2 separate regions of the Ovis aries genome follow, and region 1 is linked to region 2. A link is a contact called in public Hi-C data. All regions are on one chromosome and are shown on one strand. The core of a region is the stretch at or near the end of the contact, and the rest is flanking DNA. Distances in the headings are between cores, read along the strand shown. Region 1 has its middle 87 kb from the start of TLE3. Region 2 has its middle 62 kb from the start of TRNAF-GAA.

Evidence for each region. Hi-C and Micro-C count contacts between places; a contact is called where the count stands out from the background.
Region 1: a contact with region 2 is called in a Hi-C map of mixed tissues, with 3 times the contacts expected there. The contact joins two enhancer-like sites. A contact is called at or near these places in 2 of 16 Hi-C or Micro-C datasets (liver and mixed tissues).

What each region holds. Positions count from the first base shown.
Region 1 is chr7:17,066,549-17,070,751 of ARS-UI_Ramb_v3.0, reverse strand. No RefSeq gene overlaps it. Among named protein-coding and RNA genes, the nearest start is that of TLE3, 87 kb to the right of the region's middle. Within about 2 kb of position 1,726, at least 4 of the 54 cell types and tissues checked have an H3K27ac peak or open chromatin away from gene starts, as enhancers often do.
Region 2 is chr7:16,448,406-16,452,771 of ARS-UI_Ramb_v3.0, reverse strand. No RefSeq gene overlaps it. Among named protein-coding and RNA genes, the nearest start is that of TRNAF-GAA, 62 kb to the left of the region's middle. Within about 2 kb of position 2,666, at least 5 of the 54 cell types and tissues checked have an H3K27ac peak or open chromatin away from gene starts, as enhancers often do.

The DNA.
Region 1 (4,203 bases), core at 477-2,976, 620 kb before region 2:
TAGGTGTTCCAATAAACGTCCATCTTATTTTTCTTTGCCTTTATGATCCCAAGGGCTAGATCTGTGCTGGCTGGACCTGGAGTTGGATTTTTGTCGAGCACACTGCCCAGGTGGCTCAGTGGTAAGGAATCTACTTGCCAATGCAGAAAGATGCAGGAGAGATGGGTTCCATCCTTGGGTCAGGAAGATCCGCTGGAGGAGGAAATGGCAACCCACTCTAGTATTCCTGCCTGGGAAATCCACGGACAGAGGAGCCTGGTGGGCTACAATCTGTGGGGTTGCAAGAGTCGGTCGCAACTGAGCATGCAGGTGCATGCAGCCCCCCCACCTTGGGTCACTGGCCCACCCTCCCAGCCTCTCCCAGTACAGTCACCACAGCCACCCCCAGGAGCTTTGTCCTATCCCAGCTAATCCTTACAGAAGTTGAAAGATCAGGCTTCCACCCACTAACTGAAAGAAGGAGATCACCCTCCACTGGCCTGAATTTGGGAAACTCATCTCTGAGAGCTAGACTCCTGGAACCCATCATCCCAGGGCTCACCCACAGAGGCTCACCCTGACAGCCCGTAACCCACCTCACCATGTCCTGAAGATCCTCAGGCTTCAGCAGTCTGCCTACATGGTCTGTCTGTCCCATTCCAGTCCCCTCCAGCCCTGCTACCCTCACTTCAACTCGCTAAGAGCAGCCTCACCTCTTCCCAGCTCTGATCATTCCCTCCAGACTGAGCCCTGTTCCCTGTAAACAGCCATCTTGGGAAGCATTTCTGATGCTTACGGCTCATGTGAGACCCCCAAGTTCAGAATTCTCCACTGGTCACTATTTGTACTTCCTGATGGTCTGAATAGGCGTGAGTGCGGTTCTGTTTCTCTAGCATACTGTCAGCACACTAAAGGAGGGGACAACTCCAGACCCCCGAGGACCATACCAGGCCCCAAGACTGAGTGCAGCGCAGCGCTGGGACTACAGCTCACCCAGCCAGCATCTGGGAGACTGAGCGGATGACCTGATGTACAGCCTCACCCAGCTCGTTGGCACCAGCTCTGCAGATGTGTTTGATGAAGATTGGAGAAGGCAGGGGTAAGAGGGCATGTGGGTGCCTTGAGCAGCCACCCGTGCTGGGCACAGACACTAGCCCTAAGGTCTTCCAAGTATGCACCATCATTTCGTGCTCACAACAGCCCTGTCTTGTTCTTCCCCATTTTATGGTGGGGATCTGAGCCTGGTGGAGCTCCAACAACCAACCCAAGTTGATATAACTACGCACATGATGAAGCCCAGCTTGCACCAGGCCTATCTCCGTTTGGAGTTCAAGGCCTCTCTGGTTGGCCCAGTTGCTCAGAGCTCTCTGCCCTCTCCCTCTGGCCTGGGTTGGCAAATGCAAGCCAGTTGGCTCAACCCTTTGCTCTGCTGTTGGCCTCTGGAGCCCCAATGGCCTTTGATCCTTCTTTCCTGGCCAGTCCCTAGGGGCTGGAGCTGGTAATCTGCAGTCCTGGGGAGGTTCAGGCCACTCTGTATGTGGGACACTGGTGGGGACAGAGGCTGTGCCAACCACCGGGCCAGAGGCCCATGGAGCTCGTGACCCTGCCTGGGGAACCAGGTCCACAGGCTCTCACCAACCCGGTGCCAGTGGCTGCGGCTGCAACGGGCTTCTCTGCTCAACACTGCTGCTGGTGCAGTGCCTTCTCTCTACCAACAGGGAAACTGAAAGCAGAGGAGGGAGGCAGCTTACCCAGGACCTCAGCAGAGCAGGGCCTGGGACCGGGAGCCCTGACGCCACTCCAGGACTCATCCTGCCGCTCCCAGCTCAGCTTCACAAATGTGCGGAGAGCTGCGCAGCCCCCGGGCACAGCAGCTCGACCCCGCACGCTGGCCGGGAGCGCTGCCAGGCAGACTGGTGAGCTCAGTGAATTTTCCTGGAGGAAAGGCTGCAAGGTGGATCAGACCCAGCTCAGCACACAGGCCTCCAGGTGCATGGACTGAAGCCAGGAAGGAAGATGGCTTTCCCCACTGAGGCGAGTGACAGGCCGAGGGGTAGAGACCGAGGCCTCAAAGGACAGAGAAGACCCCAGGGACAGTCCGAACACTCTGTGACGGGTTGGGGGCTATGAAGTCTTGGCTGCCCCTTGTCCCTGCACCACGGGGGAATGTCTCTGGCACACTGGCGGCCCTCGAGGCCAGCATTTCCCAAGATGGCTGTTGAAATCCTGCCCTGCCTGCCAGGATGGGACTGGGAGAAAGCACCTTTCCCAAACCTCACCTCACCTCACCCCACCTCACCTCACCTCCGGAGCTCAGTCTCCTCCCACTCTGTGAGCTGGACTGCCGGCGTGAGCGTCCACGTGCGTGCGGCACCTGGCCCTCCTCCTCTGTGTGGGTCTTCCCCACCCTCTGATGGGAAGGTCTCTGTGTCCACAGGACACGCATTCGCTGCACTGCCCGGGCTCTGCCCCAAACCCTTCCCCTCCAGCAACCTCAGAGAACCCAGGCCAGGCCACCTACATCACACCCTCCCTCAGGAAGCCGTGCGGGGTCTGGGCCGCGACGCTGACTCGGAATGAGACAGCTCCTGCTTCCGAGGAGGAGCCGGCAGTCGATGGGACAGAGAAAACGTGGGTGTGACTCACTGCAACGCAGGCTGGAAAGTGGGTACTCCCGCGAAGTGCTAAGGGGTGAGGAGATGGCTCTCCAAGTGAGACCCAGCTCGGCTCCCCGAGAGAGATGGCACGTGCCCTAGAGACAGATGCATGGGGCTCGGCACCACGTGATGCCTAATACATCGTGATGTATTAGGAAGATCTTGACTGTGCCAGGAATTTGACTGAAGGGCCTAGAGATGAGAGAAGCAAGAAGCACGGATGAAGGACCTGAAGGACCTTGGGTGGCATGGTAGGGAGCTGGAGAGGGGCAAGAAGCAGGGAAGTCATACGACTAGATTCGTGAAAATAAACCACTCCAGCCTCAGGGTCAAAGAATTGAGGGGTGGAGGCAGGGGTGGGGAGGGTAAAGGGCAGCTGCTGAGACCAGCACAGAGGGGACTGCAATGACCCAGGGGAGAGAGAGCCCAGGCGATGATGAGAAGGGTCCAAGGGAGGAAGCAAACTCCAGAGACAGGTAGACGGTGGAAGTGACAGAATTGGTGGCGGATGGCAAGGCTGGGGGCAGGAAGGGGCAAGATTACAAAGGTAGGAGTGCTGTGGGCCCACCTTTCTTGCTGGGGTGTCTGGCTGGCTGGAAGTGTATGGTGCTGAGGGAGCCAGCAGGGAGAGAAGTTTGGGGAACTCAGGAAAGAGGTCGACCCTGGAGATGGTGACTGGCAGTCATGAGGCGGGAGGGAAGCCAAGGAGAAGATGAGGGACCCAGACAGGTGCCAGATGGGGAGTGACAGCAGAAGGGACAGGGCCTGCATACGAGGACTCTCCCCTCCCCACTCCCCACCCCCGCCTGCTCTCTAACCCTGCAAATCAGTACTCTGCCTCTCAGAAACTGTCTGCTTATGCATGATCAGTCCCCACCCCCCACACTGTTCCCATGGCAACAATCCTTCCCCCTCAGCCTGTAGGGGTTGGTGTTCAAAACGGCCAGGGAGCTCACAGCCAAGTTCCTGGCCACACCACTGCCGTCACTGCAGGCTGAGGCCAGGAGATTCAGCAGCCCCCTCACCCCACCCTGATGGCCTCCTGTACCAGCATGCCCCCCCACACACACACACTGGGCACAAACAAACATTTCCTTAATCTTTCCCCTCCCCCTCCACAGCCATCCTTCTGTGTCCAGCCCAGGCAGGGCAGACGTTCCACAAACAAGAAACATCCCATTCTTGTGTTAGGTCATTGGGGCTTATTCGTTACTGCGCCATCCACCAGCCTATCCTGACTAATACAAGCCCTGTGCTGTGACACCATGCCAAGCAAGCCACTTGTTTTCCACTTCCCCCAGCCAGGACAGTGGGGACCATCACCCCCTCTCCCCATCTTCACCTCTCCAAGCTGCCCGATGCTCACTGCCCTGAACTCCAGAAGCCCTCTCTACACTCCCTCACATTGTCACTGCCTTTCCACCTCCCCACGTGAACTGTGGGCTTCTTAGAGCGAAAATCAGGCCTGAGTCGCCTTTGTGTTGCTCAGAAAACCAAATGCTGTGCTGAACGTGTGGGAACTGAACTGAGAGGCCCTGCGGGCGCCTCTGCCACATAACATCCTCGA
Region 2 (4,366 bases), core at 1,417-3,916:
TCTCAAGGGAGCTGGAGCCAGTTAAGGAAGAAGGTCTCATGGTAACTGAGTTTGCCCCCCTTGGCCCCTAACTAAGGACACCTCCGGCCCCCACGCAGCCCGTGTAATCCAGAGATGGCAGATCAGTGCTGTAACTAGACTGCTTGACATCCGATCATGTTTTTAGCCTGAACCTCTTCCATACAACATAATATGTCCCATAAGAAACACGAAACGCAATGAATAACAATAGTGTTGGTGCACTAGATAGGCCCATTAGCATGTCTTCAGAATTTTGTTAACTACACATGATTTTGAAAGCAGTACCTACTTTTAATATCTCCAGACATGGTTTCAATTGCCTCCTCTTTGGCTCTTTTCATTTTTCTTAGTTGAGCTCCACTGAATTCATGTCATTTATGGCTGGCACAGGTGCCCCACTTGAAATTTCTTTAGACCTTCAGAAAAATGATGAACCAGTTGCCATTTTCACAGGAATGCAAGACATTGCAAGTTACCCCAAATTCCTGAGACAAAAAGGCATGATTATTTACACAGTGGGTTTTATACATGCCTACCAGCTTGAACTTTAATCCTTTGGTCGCTGACATAATAATAACAATTTATGTAAACAATTATCCGGTAATCGACAAGAGCATTTTAATAAAGCTAAAATGTCAACAAAAAGTACAGTTTATTGATAAATCCACTTTCTGGATTTTGTTCTGTCTTTTTAAAATCATTAAAAAATAAGCTTCAGTTTAAAAGATCTTATCAAAACTCAGTAAAATATTTCCAGCATGAGCTAAAATATGCACTTACGAAACAAAAATATGACACCTCACAGTTCACACTCTTGTGCTGTTTCAAATTTTCAACAAAAATAAACCAGCGATCATTTAGAATGGCTGAATTAAAGAACTCAGGTTACCTTTTTCTATCTTTACAATCACTGGCTCATCTTGGTTCATTTCCGATCTACTTCTTAAGCACAAGCGTGTGCAATACCGCAGGAGGCTGGAGGTACAAACTGTACCCGCAGAGAAAGCAATCCATTCTGTAGCCTGTGGGTGGGTCCACATTTGGGGAGCCAGCTCTATAACCAGTTCTCCAGATTAACTTCTGTGCACAATAAAATGTTTGTTAAGGGACAAGCAATAAAACTGTCCTAACGTGAAGGATGATTATTATTATTAAACTCCACCATACTACGATTGTTTACAGCTTAGGCCAAGGAAAGATTTTTCACGGAGGAGAATTTCATCACGGAGATTGGTTACAATTGCCAGTGTACAATGGCAATAAAAGCAGACCAAATTTCAGTCAAATGTATTGTTGTTTTTTTTTTTTAACTCCTCTGTACCTGCTTATCGCCTGCACTAGAAGAGGATGGTGCCCCTCAGCCCACCCTGAGTGCACAGACCAAGGTACCCTAAATAAAGCCCCCCAAGGTGTCTTTCAGAGCTGGCTAGCAGGAACTGCTATGTATTTTTCCTTCGTAAACAGCGAAAAGCGTGAAACTGATTGTGTTGCCCTTACTGCTTTGGCACCAAGAAGCTCAGAACCAAATTCATGAGACACCTTGTGGGACCTCATGGAATTTTAACTTCTCCCCTTTAATTCCACCCCCCAAGTGCTTAGATGTCAACCTAATGTATACCTTTCCAGTTCTAATAGTCACTTACTATTGTATTTCCAAGTTTTCAAAATGACTTCCCACACAGCCTCATTAACATGCCACCTCCTTCTGTTTGAACTTTTCCTTTCGCATCTCAGTGGCTTTAGATGGGGTTTGCAACCTCCAGTTTGCCGCAGTCCCCACCACTCCCCTACGCACTACCCTGTAGCCTGTCTCTTTCACACCTTCTCCGCTTAGCCTCTGACAGCCTTGGATTTTACAACTCACGTGTGTGTTCTTGTTTATAGATTTTTGCAAGTCAATTCCTCTCCTTGGTGGAGTGGAGAGGGAACTTAGCCTAGCTCAGTCTGGTGTGAGCCATGCCGAGACCTGGAAAGAGGGGCACTGTGTATCTGGCACTATGCCAGGCTCCGTTGCATCCTCTCATTTAACCCCTCAATAACTTGCTGAGAAACGCACTGGTACCATTCTCTAAGTGAGGCACCAAGGCTCCAAGGAGTGAAGCACCTCGTCCCAAGTCACAGAAATAGGACAGAAAGCCAGGGGATCTGGAGCTGCTCTGATGAGGGCGGAAGAGGACTGGAATTCATGCCTAGGGAAGAGGTGCCCCCACCACTTCCTGGCTCCACACAGCTCCTGCAGAGATACCCACCAGGAGGCCCAACAGTGCCTGCCCCAGGGTCACTGCACAGCCAGCAATCTCTGCAGTCTCTCAGGCCCTGTCCTCAGAGGGACGCCTGCTGGGCTTAACGTTCTGCTGTTGCCATCTGGAAATTCTTAATTTTTGAATAAGGAGCCACACCGCCCCCACCTAGATTGTCAAATGACAGCAGCAAGACGGCCCAACTGCCACCAGGCTCCCCTGCTCACGGTGTACGGAGGACTCCTTGCACAAGTAAAGGCTTCTGGGAGGCACCCCTCACAGACCCCAGCTCCTCCTCCTCCTAGACTGTTTACAGCCAGAATGCCTTGGTGTCATTGATACCCTAAGCTGTGTGTGCTTTGCTCTAGATGGTCACCACAGCAACCAGAGGTTAGCCTCGGCCGCTGAATGAATCAGCAAATATTTATCAAGCACTGTGCTAGCAACTATGGGGGAAGACGAGCAGCTTCACTGGACAGTCCAGTTTTTTTAAGTATTTTTTATAATAAATGCCCTAGAAGCAAGGGGGCAGGTAACGTTTGTAAGACTCTTTCTCTCCCACCCTGGAAGCCATGAGGTACACACAATGGATAGTTTTACAGGCCCAGACCTTGAAGCCAGAGACTTTGGGGTTCATGCCCCAGCCCCATCAATAGCAGCTGTGCATACTCTCTAAGCCTCAGTTTCCCCTTTACAACACAAGGACACTCACCCCTGCCCACCTCACAGGGCTCTCTCTTTAAGGACAAAGTGAGCTCATGTATACAAAGAGCTTTGTTGACTGTGCAAATGTTAGGTTGTTCTTTCAATAAACAGTTATTAAGCATTTTCTCTGAGCCAAAGCCTGAGTTAGGCATTAGAGCTTCTCAAATGTAAACGTGCTGGGCTCGTTGGGATTCACTCTTTCTTTTTTCCACTGAGGTGAAAAGTCACGCAACATGAAAGTAACCATTAAAAAGTGAACACTCCAGTGGTATTTAGTGTGTTCACACATTTAGCAAGTTCTAAAACGGGAGAAGCCTGTACCCATTACACAGCCCCCTCTTTTAAGGGTATGTTTTCTCTTTTTTATTACTTCTTATTTTATATTGGAGTATAGAATTCTCCTGCCAAGCAGGAGATGCATGTTCGATCCCTGGGTTGGGAAGATCCCCTGGAAAAAGAAATGGCAACCCACTCCAGTATTCTTTGCCTGGGAAATCCCATGGACAGACAAACCTGGAAGGCTACACTCTATGGGGTGGCAAAGAGTTGGACACAACTTAGCAACTTAGCCGCAGAAACAATAGTCAATTAACAATGTTGTGATAGTTTCAAGGGCACAGCATAGTGACTCAGCCATGCATACACATGTATCCTTTCTCTTCTAAACTCCCCTCCCATCCAGGCTGCACATAACACTGAGCAGAGTTCCCTGTGGTATACAGTAGGACCTCGTTGGTCATCCACTTTAAATACAGCAGCATGTACCTGTGATCCCAAACTCCCTGATCATCCCTTCCCTCATCCTTCCCTCAGGATTTATTTTCTCTTGCTATCATTTTGTTCTTCTTGGGAGCTGATTTCCTGTGCTTGATAATATCCTCATGTCCCTCTGATCACCTATGACTCCAAGTCAACTCCTGGATCCAACCTGAAGCTTCATAAGATAAAACCCAGTTTCCTTTGCCAGGGCTGGGGAAACCAGAGCCCCAAGCTGGCCACTTTTAATTACACCAGGGCTGGATGAGCCGGTAATCGCTGTGTATTGCAGTAAATTACCTCTCATAAAGAAGCTATCATGTTTGCTCACGTGCCCTGCTTTCCTGGAATCAGTTCCCTGTCTGCTGCCATCACCTTTTCCCAGTATCCTGTGCTCTTGGCGAATGTCCGTCTTGTCAAACCAAGGAGAGTCAGGTGCAGCGGGAGGGGGAGGCATTTGGGCAAATATTGGACTTGGCCACACTTGCCGTCCGTATCAGGAACCCGATTGGCCGTATTGATTGACAGATGCGGGGACCAACTGTTTGGAAAGCTGAGCCCCCTCGGATTGGGGTAGGTGTTTCGGCAAACAGCCCTAATACTGGGCAAACAGGCCTGTTGGAAGAAGTGCCCGGCATGTTAGC